Linked DNA regions of Gossypium hirsutum: region 1 is linked to region 2. Evidence: chromatin contacts called from public Hi-C data. All regions are on one chromosome and are shown on one strand. Each heading gives the region's core, a stretch centred on a gene start, on an enhancer-like site or on the middle of the called end of the contact. The rest is flanking DNA. Distances are from core to core; before and after follow the strand shown.

Evidence for each region. Hi-C and Micro-C count contacts between places; a contact is called where the count stands out from the background.
Region 1: a contact with region 2 is called in a Hi-C map of leaf, with 2.8 times the contacts expected there. The contact joins the promoter of LOC107952078 here to the promoter of LOC107952485 in region 2. A contact is called at or near these places in 5 of 34 Hi-C or Micro-C datasets (anther, callus, hypocotyl and 1 more).

Annotation. Positions count from the first base shown.
Region 1 is chrA02:46,803,730-46,809,130 of Gossypium_hirsutum_v2.1, reverse strand. It overlaps LOC107952078 (mitochondrial inner membrane protein OXA1), which reads right to left and starts at 3,128. Exons shown (of 10, transcript XM_016887323.2): 1 at 2,939-3,128; 2 at 2,231-2,759; 3 at 1,758-1,848; 4 at 1,160-1,207; 5 at 922-980; 6 at 726-801; 7 at 493-624; 8 at 285-392. The coding sequence starts at 2,736.
Region 2 is chrA02:46,673,977-46,680,157 of Gossypium_hirsutum_v2.1, reverse strand. It overlaps LOC107952485, which reads right to left and starts at 3,806. Exons shown (of 3, transcript XM_016887736.1): 1 at 3,311-3,806; 2 at 2,580-3,181; 3 at 2,357-2,488. The coding sequence starts at 3,806. The coding sequence ends at 2,357.

The DNA of each region.
Region 1 (5,401 bases), core at 1,879-4,378, 130 kb before region 2:
GGAAGTTAACATCATTGTCATCGTCGTCATCATCATTATATATCAGCAAATAATATCGTCCTCCTTTTTGGGTTTGGCTAAAAATTTCAGGATTTATATGAGATACAAAGAGCTCCCAAAGAACTTGTTAGAGTAGGCAATGCAAATCAATTTTATGACCTTGTTAAAGGAAACTAGAATGTAAACCCAGATTATTTGTATGGCAAGTAAAATTCTTAAAATATTGTTTTGACAACTGATATTCGAAAGAAAGTGCAGAAACTGGAAAATGGAAGTGGAAATACCTTTGAGAAATTCATGGTCAATGGAACCGATAGAGCAGCAAAGACTCTAGCAACATTTTTTGTAGTTCCAGAAGAAGGATTCCCCTCCGTACCTTCTAGCATGTTGCACTGAGGGCATCAAGCATTTAATTAAAACCGAGTCGATGATAGAAAGGCATAACCTATACCTCTCAATGCATTCCTTTTATCTACAAAAATGGAAGCTTACCTCCACTGTTATCCAAAATGTCAGAGCCGTCAAAACTGGAAAGATGCATAAACTATCTGGTGTACTGAGATCTATAAACCAATAAGCTCCACCGGATTTAAATGATGGCATTTTCTCAGCCATATTGGAAATCTGAGGGTGAAAGACAAGTCTAAATCTGAATGTACTACATTCAATTCTACAACCAAACTAGTAATCCTTACAGAACCTTTAGAAAAAACGATTTATCTTACGCCTAAAAAAAAGCTGATAAAGATTGGCATCTGAATAAAGAACCCTTTCAGTGGAGTAAAAGGCGTTACACCATATCTGCAATTATTAAAATGAAAAAACATTTAAATGATTTTAGTGATTCAATCATAGAACCAAGGGCTATGCAACATGCACTCTAAACATGAAAATGAGCTGTCCTACTGGAAAAGTTCTTACTCCTTGAAAAGCTTTTGCATTTCATTTTGACCTTCAGCTACTGCCTGGGGATCCATACCCTGCAGAAAATAGGTAGAAATTTTTAAGTTTTATTTCAAGCTATTATAAAAGAAACAAGAACATCCATGGAATCTGAAAATGCTCTAGGATTATGCACAAAATCAGATACCAGAATGCTATCCACAAAGTAGATTATTCAAAATAATAACACAAATCACAGAAAAAGCTGGCACCAGACCATTCTTTGCATGCGCTCCTTGATTTCCTTCAATTGTGGCCTAAGTAACTGCAGGATAAAGACAGCAGAGAAAAATTCAAATGAACAGATTTTCCCATTAATGAAGGTATGAAAAATAAAAAAGAACAGTCTCTAAGCTACAAAACTGAAGTCACATTCGAGGAGAAAGAATATCTTAGAGAGAAAATAAGTTTCCTTTCTTTGTTCTTACACCTGTCAAAATTCAATAATAATCAATGGATACTATTGCATTCATACTAGGAAAAGTTGAATTTTTTTAAGTGGCAAAAATGTACAGATCATGCAGAGGCATATTATATCTTCTAGAATTAGATGAAAAAGATAGGGTTGTTCAGTTCTTTCTTTTCCCATTTTACCACTAACAAGGTACAAAGGCAAGATACCACATGCTGATATCATCCAAATGCGAATCATCCAGTATTTGCATATTATCAAGTTGTGGCTTCATATACATGGTAATCACAAAAGTAATGTCTTGTACATAGACTTCGGGCTATGAATAAAATAAGTGAAGAACAAAGGGCATGCTACAAGGTAAAAGAACATGACAAGAAAAAGAAGCAGAAACATCACACACCGTCATTTTTGCAGTAGCTTTAAGTTGACTTATCAAAAATGGAAGAGTTAAACCTCGAACCAAAAGTGTTGTCACAACTATGGAACTCCACCTGAAACAAATAGGAAGCATAAGAAGTCACAAGATACATATCGCATAAGACACACCACGCAGATTCTCATTAAGATTTATTTGTCATCATGTTGCATGCAATAAATTTAATTCAACCATGTGCAAGAGATAATAGCAAACTGGTTTGACTGGAATCTGACAGATTACATATATTGGAGAATGGAGATCAGTGTTTCATAGATCGAAGTCCTTATATTTATAGCACTGATAGTTTATGCTTGCCACCCTTTTGGCCATTTGAAATATAGATCAGGTAGATAGTTTAAATCATCAGATTTGAATCCAATTCATAGTGCATTCCATTCGTTCTTGGTACATTTACATAAATACAAAAAAACTAAATAATTAGAAGCAGGAATTACCAGTTCAAGCCAGTAGAAGAATGAACTGCATCGATAACGTACTGTACGGCAGCAATGGGTAACCAAGAATCAGCAGCAGCAACAGCAACCTCATTCACAGCAGGAGCCTGCGAAGCCACTGCTTCAAAAGAACTATCCTTAAGAGTTTCCGAAATATCGGTCATAAGCCCAATCCTATCTGCCCCATCAGCCATAAACTCAATCTCATCTGCCCCATCATTATCTTTAGTTGACATATAACGAAAAAACGACACACCAGTGCTAGGAATGAGAGATAGTTTGGAACATCTTCTATCTTGAAACAACACACCAAAACCTGATGATGAATTACTAAACCCAGTTCCAAAAGATCTTTGTTGAAACAAATTGCTAGGTTTTGGCTGGGAGTAGAACTCGTTTAAAGGATGATTTTTACGGTCATCTTCATGGACAATGTAGGCAAATGACGGTTGATATAGTCTAGCTATTAGGGTTGCTCTCCTGGAAAGGCTACGCCTAAACGCCATTGGTACAAAGAATAGAAATTCCTCTAACAAAAGAAAGGGTACGATCAAATTAAAACCATTAACAAGGCAAGATAAATGCAGCTAAAATATATTAAAAACCAAAGCCTCGAGGTTCATTTCTAACAAATAGAACTAAATCACTAAGAAGAGGCCATACAGTGAGATTTTCTGAAGCTAAAATCTGGGAGTTCAAAGAGAGTACCGCAAGTAAGAAGCAAAAACTCAGGGTTTCATTCACATCACAGTGCTGAGTTCGAAAGAGCAAAAGTCTTGTTAGGTGCAGAAACCAACAAGGTGCACTTCGAAAATCGAAACAGAACAGGGATCAACTCCCCTGTATTTACTTCTCCGTACAGCTCTTTTGTTGCCCTCAGTACCTGTTTTTAATTTTTTCGTGTAAATTTCATCCGTTTGTGGCGAATAGAATGGGCCACCATTGAGAATACTGGGTCTAGCTTAGCCCACTTGGAGACTTACAGTCATTCCCACTATTTTTTTCCTTGGGTTTATTCATGATTTGACCCTTGAATTATCCCGTTTTTATACATTGATACCTAAATATTTTTTATCCCATTTTAGTGCTTTTGTACTTTTTACCCCTGAAGCTATTGATGTTGAAAAAGTAGTGGCCAATGAAAACACATCACATAATCAATGCCAACTTCGATAGTATTCACTATCGTTGACCAAAGTTTGTATAAGGAGGATCCTCAGGGAAACCAAAGAGGTGACTTAGCCTCCCAAAACTTTTGGGAATTACCATTAAGCCCTTTAAGTTTTAATTAAGCCTCCCAATATTCTGTAAAATCTCCTCAAGACTCTTTAATATGTATTTTATGAATTTTAATTAATTCTCCCAAAATTTTTAAAAATTCTTATTAAGTTTTTATAATTTTTAATTGAAGTTGTCAAAATTTTTGAAAATGTTCATTAAGCCCTCTAAAATTCTAAAAAATTTAATTAGCTTCCAAAACATAATGTGTATCTTGATTCTTAATATATCATTCTATAATCATACTAATTCATAATATCTTTAATTATATTTATATGAATGCAAGAGAAAGATGTTAGTTTTAACACTTTAATTTGCATTGGTTGTCTGCAATTTAGTAATTGTGGAGAATGGAAATACAAAATCAGAGAACCAATGTAAAATCATAAAACAGAGGGGATGTTGTGACATTTTAATTTTAGCCACTCATTGATGCAAAGGGCATGAAAACAATGCTCACAGTTTGGAATGGTACTTAACTTTTCATTATCTTGGTATTCCCAAAGACATGTTGAGCAAATGTTATCACTAGGCCTTGGTAATTGCCGGGTTTCACTAAGCAAAATCACCGGATAGGCATCAATACTTGGTCCATCAAGTCCTTTGTAATAATTGTTAAGACTTCCTTCCGAGTTGTAACACAAGCCCTATGATGCATAACAGGGGTATTCCCTCTCTGAAAATTATACCCATTTTAGCACTTCTTGCCATACCAGAGCTCCGATGTCACTCTTGAACATGCAATTCCCACCGCTGTGTTCACAAGACGTGCAATCGGGTTCATGCCATGTCAATCTCATACCATACTTAGGATCCGAAGTAGGTACTAAAAAGCTAGCTATCTTCCTACACGTCCATAATAGAGATGCGTACATATCAAGACGATTTATGGAATGGCCACCACAGAGAAAGTTTCGCCACTAAGACAAGAAATGTACCTTAATTGGGGAAGTTTGTTTTGATATTGCACCATTTGAGCAATTTTGAAACACATAGTTTTCAGCATATTGAGGCTCAAAAGGAGTACCAGAGGGGTTCATACCCTTAAAGAGATGCCTTGGGAGGCAATAATTAGGGTCATTGATACAAATAATCGATATTTTCGACTATGAATTGACCAGAAAATGGAAGGGTGAGAACTGCTTTAGTTTGATTTTTGCATAAGAGATCAAAACGGTGATGAAGATCAGGTTGGTTGCTAAGACGAAAAGGGAAGCGAATCCGTTGATCACCACAAGAAACAGGGCAAATTCCAGTACTTGTTGACGGTTGAAAAGAGAGGAAAACGAAGGAGAAGAGTACGAAGAAGAAGATTTGAAAAATACGGAAATTTTGTTTGCTTTTCAAGCTTTCATGAATGGTAAATACAAACAGAAACGTTAGAAGATGTCAATTTTTGCTTTAAAGAAAAATGAGACATAGGACAAGAAGAAGAGTTCAAAGATATCATTTTCATGCTTATTGTGAACTCAGCAAGCAAAAGAATATACCATCTATGATGTTTTCTTTGAAATTTCCTTGAAATAGTAATAATTTAAAATGGTTCTTGGTATATTAGTAACTAACATTTGTATTAATGAGTGAATGGTGATCAACTAGACAAGATTGAAGTAGAACTCGAATAACTTTTGAATACTAATATTTCATTTACACCTTAATTGTGATAGATAGAAATTTAATAAAGAATTTTAACAAGGTTAACAATTTTTAAAATATAATTTAAGGTTTTAATTAGAATAAAATATTTAGACTAACTAATGACATTGCAAAAGTTGAGGTATCAAATTATGACAAATATTAAAGCATAAATATTAAATCTCAAATTTGAACAGAGAATAGTAACCACAACTTAAATTTGTCTATTGCTACATAATCTTAAAACAAGTAGAGGAT
Region 2 (6,181 bases), core at 2,557-5,056:
GGACATAATCACTTTTCGTAAAAAGCTAGGAATTCCAACTGCAATCAGTGAGATGGAAATAAAAACCCAACTAACTCTGTCGTATGCTTTTTCCAAGTCCAACTTAATAGCCATTCACTCTCTCCTTTTTTGCTTACATCTTATAGAATGAATTATTTCTTGCGCAAGGATAATGTTGTCAAAAATATTGCGTCCAGCTATAAAACCAGCTTGTTCCTGAGAAATTCACTTGGGAAAAACCACCTTGAAACGGTATGCAATCACTTTCATCACCAATTTATAAAGGACAGAGCACAAGCTGATGGGCCAAAACTGGCTGAAGTCTTCAAGACTCTCTTTTTTAAGAATTAGAACAAGCAATGTATTTTTCAACTCCTGTTCAATTGGCCTTCCGAAAAAGACATCTTTAACCCACTGACAAACATCTCTACCAAGGGTATCCCACTGACTTTGGAAAAAATAAGCATGGTACCTATCACTTCCAGGCGATTTTAGAAGTGCCATATCAAATAATGCTTTTTTGATTTCCTCATTCGTAATATCAACTTCTAAAGAAATACTCTCCGCACAAGTAAGACCCAAAAAACCAGCACTAGGAATGGTTTCTAACATAGAGGAAACCTCACCATAGAGCTTTTCAAAGAATTCCACCACCTTATTTCACAAGATATCTTGGTTAGAACACCATTGCCCATTGTAGATACGTAAAACGATGATTCAGTTGAATCTTCTCCTTTTAATTGTACAGCTATGGTAAAATTTTGTGTTCCAATCACCCAAATGAAGCCAATCACATCGAGCCTTTTGTCTCCAAAGTAGGTCCTCATGATCAAGCACATTTTCCAATTCATCCCGAATTTCCAGCTCTTTTTGGACTAGCTGACTAGAGGGGAAATAATCAATGGCCCTTTGAGTCTTGTCCAACGATCTCATAATCTGGCGCTTGTGAGTACCCAAAAAACCATATAAATTCCTGTTCCAAGCTTTAAAATCAGAGGTTAAGTTAGACAAGGAATCAACCATATTACCTTTAAAATTCCACCTCTCCTTGACAAAATTCGAAAATGTATTATGTTGCGTCCATCCTGCTAGGAATTGAAAAGGTTTTCCTCTTGATGTGTCAAGGTCAGGTCTAGTAGAGAGCAAGGGTGGCCGATGATCAGACTTAATACGCGTAGATGTTGAACTAAACACTTTGGGAAAGTTGACATCCATTCATTATTTCCTAAAGCTCGATTTAATCTGACAAAAGTTCCACCTCTTTGCCAAGTGAAAGAGGGCCCGCTATATCCTAAATCTTGCAAAGCACACGACTCAACAAAATTACTAAATAATGCACATCGTTTACCTATGTTGTCTGCAGGTGATAAAATGGCATTAAAGTCTCCCATAATTAACCAAGAAATGTTCTGAGTCGGGGTAACCCCTCCCAAAGAGCCTTCCGTTTTAAGCTGTCAGGGCTACCATATACAAAATAAATGAAAATGGATTTATTATGAATAAAATTTTCAACCCTAAGAAAAATAATTTGTGGATGATTTTTAATAATTTGAATTTGAAGAGAATCCTTCCGTCCCACCCAGATGCCACCTAAAAAACCAACCACTTCAACCCGGTAAGAGTAATTAATACCCAACTGTTTAATAATAAAATTAGCTCTTTTACCGCTCACTCTTGGTTCCATTAAGCAAACAATATCAGGTCTTTGTTTCATATTGTATTCTCGAAAGGCTCGGATGAAATTCCTGCTAGCACAACCTTTACAATTCCAAGAAAAAATTTTGAGATTTGAATCCATAAAAATAAACAGAGAGATAATTAAAATAAAATAAAATAAAATAAACCCAACATTCAACAAAACCTAAAGGGAAAAGTAGTCCAAAAAATATCAGCCCTTACCGTCCAAGGAGATTAACTCATTCCTTCTGTTCAACATTACTGGCAGAGATGCCAGAGTCAAAATTCTCCTTAGAAATATTTGAAATATTCTCTGCCAAAAGCTTCATGGATTTTTTTAGAGATATTCTTTGAGATCCAATTCTTTTGATACGAACATTGCTTCCATGCATGATTTTGTTCTGTTTCTTTACAGTAGCCCTTCCTCTTCATTTATTCTCTTTCGCCGATCTAGAAATTCCCACCAAAATTGAGACCAGTGAATTACTCACAGAGGGTGCGGTATACTGATCATTTTTGGTTCCGGGGAAGGTTACTGCCGAATGCTTAGCGGAATCCAGGTTACCCACTTCCACTACTTCGGCTTCTTTTTCATTTTTGGAGGTCAGGAGATGCTGCTTTGTTGAAGACTCTCCCCCAGCAGGAAGAACGGTCTCAGCGACACTGTCCACACGTTCTACTATAGGGACTCAGCTACTGTTCCCCTATCAGCTGAATCCGTCTGGCCCACTTGCTGGTCACCCTGTTCCACTAGTATCTGGCCTGTCTTGAGCCCAACCCCAAGGCAATCCCTTCCAAAGCCATCGCATTCCTGTTACCACTATTATTATCCAGGTTGGGTTCTAAAATAAGCCAGCAGTTTTTTTAAAAATCGGGCCTGGTCCGGTATTAGGGCCTACAACCTTTTGTTTGCCCTTATTGGAATTTTTTACAAAATCATTCAGCCTATTAATTTTCGGGTCAACGCCTTTAATATACTGATTTCTGGGAGAAATTTCTTTCTCTTTAGAGTTTTGAAAGTCTGCCACTTCTCCATCATTAAATTCATTGTTTAAATCCCTATTATTTAGGCAACTGAATCGGGATCCTTCCCTTTTCTTTTCTTGAATTTCGGCAGATTTTTGAAAATTATCACGAAATTTATGCCTTGATTTCCTCTCAACAATCATCCACAACCCGTAACTCTCGTCTTTCTTCTCCGATTCTTCCATGGCCAACTTCTGGTTTTCCGGTACCGTTGCAGACAAATCATGATTCGCCTCAACCGTGGGTTTAGGACTTTTAAAAATACAGAGATTTTCCACATGTCCATACCTTCCAAAATGAAAACAGATAGTAGATAAAGCTTCATATTCCACTTTTTGCGTTCTACCATTGATCAAAATTTGTGATACCAAAGGTTCGCCCAGATTAACATAAACTGTTAATCTAGCAAAATGTCCCCTCGTCCTGCTGTCGGTATTTAAATCAAGCTTAACCACTTTACCAACTACTTCCCCAAATTCTGAAATGATTTTCCTGTTATATTAGTAGCTCGAAAGAGCTAGGAATCTGATCCATGCCATCACAACTCTTGGAAAATTCTGAGAAGGACCGAAACCCATCGTCTATGGTTGTACTGTCAAATACTGACCAAATATGATCGATGGTCCTTCAGCTAGGGCCTTTTTGAAATCCATCTTATTTTGAAATTTCACTAGAAAGTATCCATTCTCGATATCCATCATGTGCATAGGTGCTGTGGGTCTCCACAAATCGTAAATTTTATTCTGCAAAACTGTGAATCCCATATTCCGGCCTAGAAGTTTTAAAATCACAGTATTATCCATGCCTTGAACAAGGATTTGATGGATTCTGTCTGAGAAAGTTATGGAGGGTACGCCATTCACAAATGTCTTTTGGACGTCCCCTTCCAATATATCAATATTATCATTATCAACCAAACTATTGAAGACATCTTTTGAGGACTGTCCGACGAGTTTATCTCTCCAAGAAGTGAGTTGATCTGAGGGCGTATCGACCATTATTCCGCTCGTCGCCTCCTCTTCCTTATCCCGAAATCTGACCTTCTTAGGAATCAATTCCTCAACAATAGAACTTCCAAGACCAGAGTTCTCACCAAAAGTCATTTTTTTTTAATTTTAATTTTTTTAATTTTAAAATTTTATGATAATTTTTTATTCAAACATAAAATCAATGTCCAAATTCTTTAATGAACAAATTTACACTTAGAAATAACAATATCATTATAGCATAAAATAATTATGATTGGTATAAATATTGTTCAATATTAATATGATGGCTTTCTAAAATTAAATTTCAGTAAGGAACTTAAAGTGACAAACACAATTAAAAAAGTATTCAGAATTAATTATTGATAGAAAAACTATCAAATACAATAAAAAAGAAGTCCAAAATCATAATAGTAAAATAAAGAAAAAAAAGCACTTGCTCGATAGTTGAATAAAAAACATTGAAATAAAAAATATAATTACCATAAAAAAATTAACAAAAAGCCAATAAAGAAAAAATATTTATTAAATAATATATATTTTAAAATACTCAATTTGTCTTTAAGAAATATATTATATTCTCGTATTGCCACTATTTACTCATAAAAGTTGCTCAAATTATATATTAATTGATGGCTTTCGAATCCATAAAAAATAATATTTTTTATGTTTAAACCATAAATAAATAGCAATATAGAGAGTACGACCGATCCTACAGAGATTAGAATATCTAAAATTGTTGTTTCGGTTTAACTAAGTTGTGCACCAGACAATTATTATGCCCACAACATGTGACGATTTGTGCAAAAGTAAAAATGATGGATTTAAATATGATAAAGGTAAAAATAATTAAAATCTAGATAACAATAGAAATAAGCATAAAAGAAGTTAAATTAAATAAACCAATATAATGAAATTTCTAGCTTCAATCTCGATTTTGCCATGATTTCAAACTGATACTTGATAATAAGTCTCCTCCTTTAACTGAAAAGTCGATTATAGTGAATGAGGACGCCCAGACCACCAATCCTTCTGTAGTTTTACTTAACGAATAACCACGAAACACGTGTCCATGATTTAGCTCTTCAGTAGCTTTGGAAACTAGAAGGGTCTAACTTGAACCAACAACCTCAACTGCGCAGGTTGTTTAAACCTGATTGCTATTTCCTTTGACGGATCCAACTAACCACTTAATTGGACACACCAACGTGTTCTCCGATAGACCAAATATGATAGACGATCATATCACTTCTTCCAACTCTATGTTTATCAACACCGAATTAATGAGCTCTTTTTAATTTGATATCAATACAATTTTATAAGACGATGATACTTATATCTTAAATTAGAAAAATAACAAATACCAATACGGAAGTTTTTAAGTGTGGTTACGAATTTATTAACTCTCTACCGGCCTAAAACTAAATATAAATTTTAAATTAAAAGTTTAACAAAAATTAATTGAAAATAAAATGAAATTGAAAGGGCCTTGCGCAATATTGCGCAAGAAAAAATAAAGAACATGAAACAGAATTAAAAAGGTAGTAATTCCTATTGAAATTCCAATTACAGGGGGCACACCCCTCCCACGCATATATATATTAAAATATAAATGTCTAATTCTACTTCAACTCTTTACCTTTTTTTTATATTTTTATTTTGAGTTTAAAATGACCTGATACATTCATTCAATTGAAAAGGCTAAGCAAAAAACAGAAATCTACATGGCCTCCATATTTCACTCATCCATGATCTCTGATAGGCAGTGCATCGTGCCCTAATTACATTAAATCTAATCTCATAAATGTAAAAGCAATAGAACAAAAAAGAAACCAAACAAACCTAAAGAGATTCCTAAGAGAACAAGAAACCCTAATAAGCGGCTTAGCCCTCCCCTAATCTTCCTTTCCTTTGCATCAGATACTACTCAAGGTGAGATTCTATTGACCTTGACCCAAATCTTTCTATACTTTGTCATGTTCCCCAGTCTCACAAACCGCTGAGATTTCTCGGATTCCCAAAAGCCTTGCCTTTCCTCCGGTTTCAGTACTCAACCCTATTGTCCAAAAACACTTATCCTCCATTTCTAACCTCACTTAAAAGGTGACCCACTCCTGAAGGGATCTCTTCCACCTAAAATCTTGGCGAGTCGAACTGTCGTCCCCAAACCGGCAGTCTGTACACCACTCCATTTGCTTTTCTAGGGATATGTTTGAAAGCTAAGTATCTAAATCTTGGAATTTTGCATTTTATTTCATTTATGGTGTTCCCAATAGTCGATCTGTCAAGTTCCTTCGATTTAAATTTATTAACCACTGCCAAAGCATCACTTTCGACACTGACCTCTCTGAATCTCAGATCCTTTGCGAGGATCACTGCTTGTAGACACACTTTGGCTTTGGTAGTGATTAGGTCGTTCACTTTATCCGATGAGTAAATGCATGATTCATAATTAAACACGTATCATTTCTGATAGTAATATCCGTTATTGC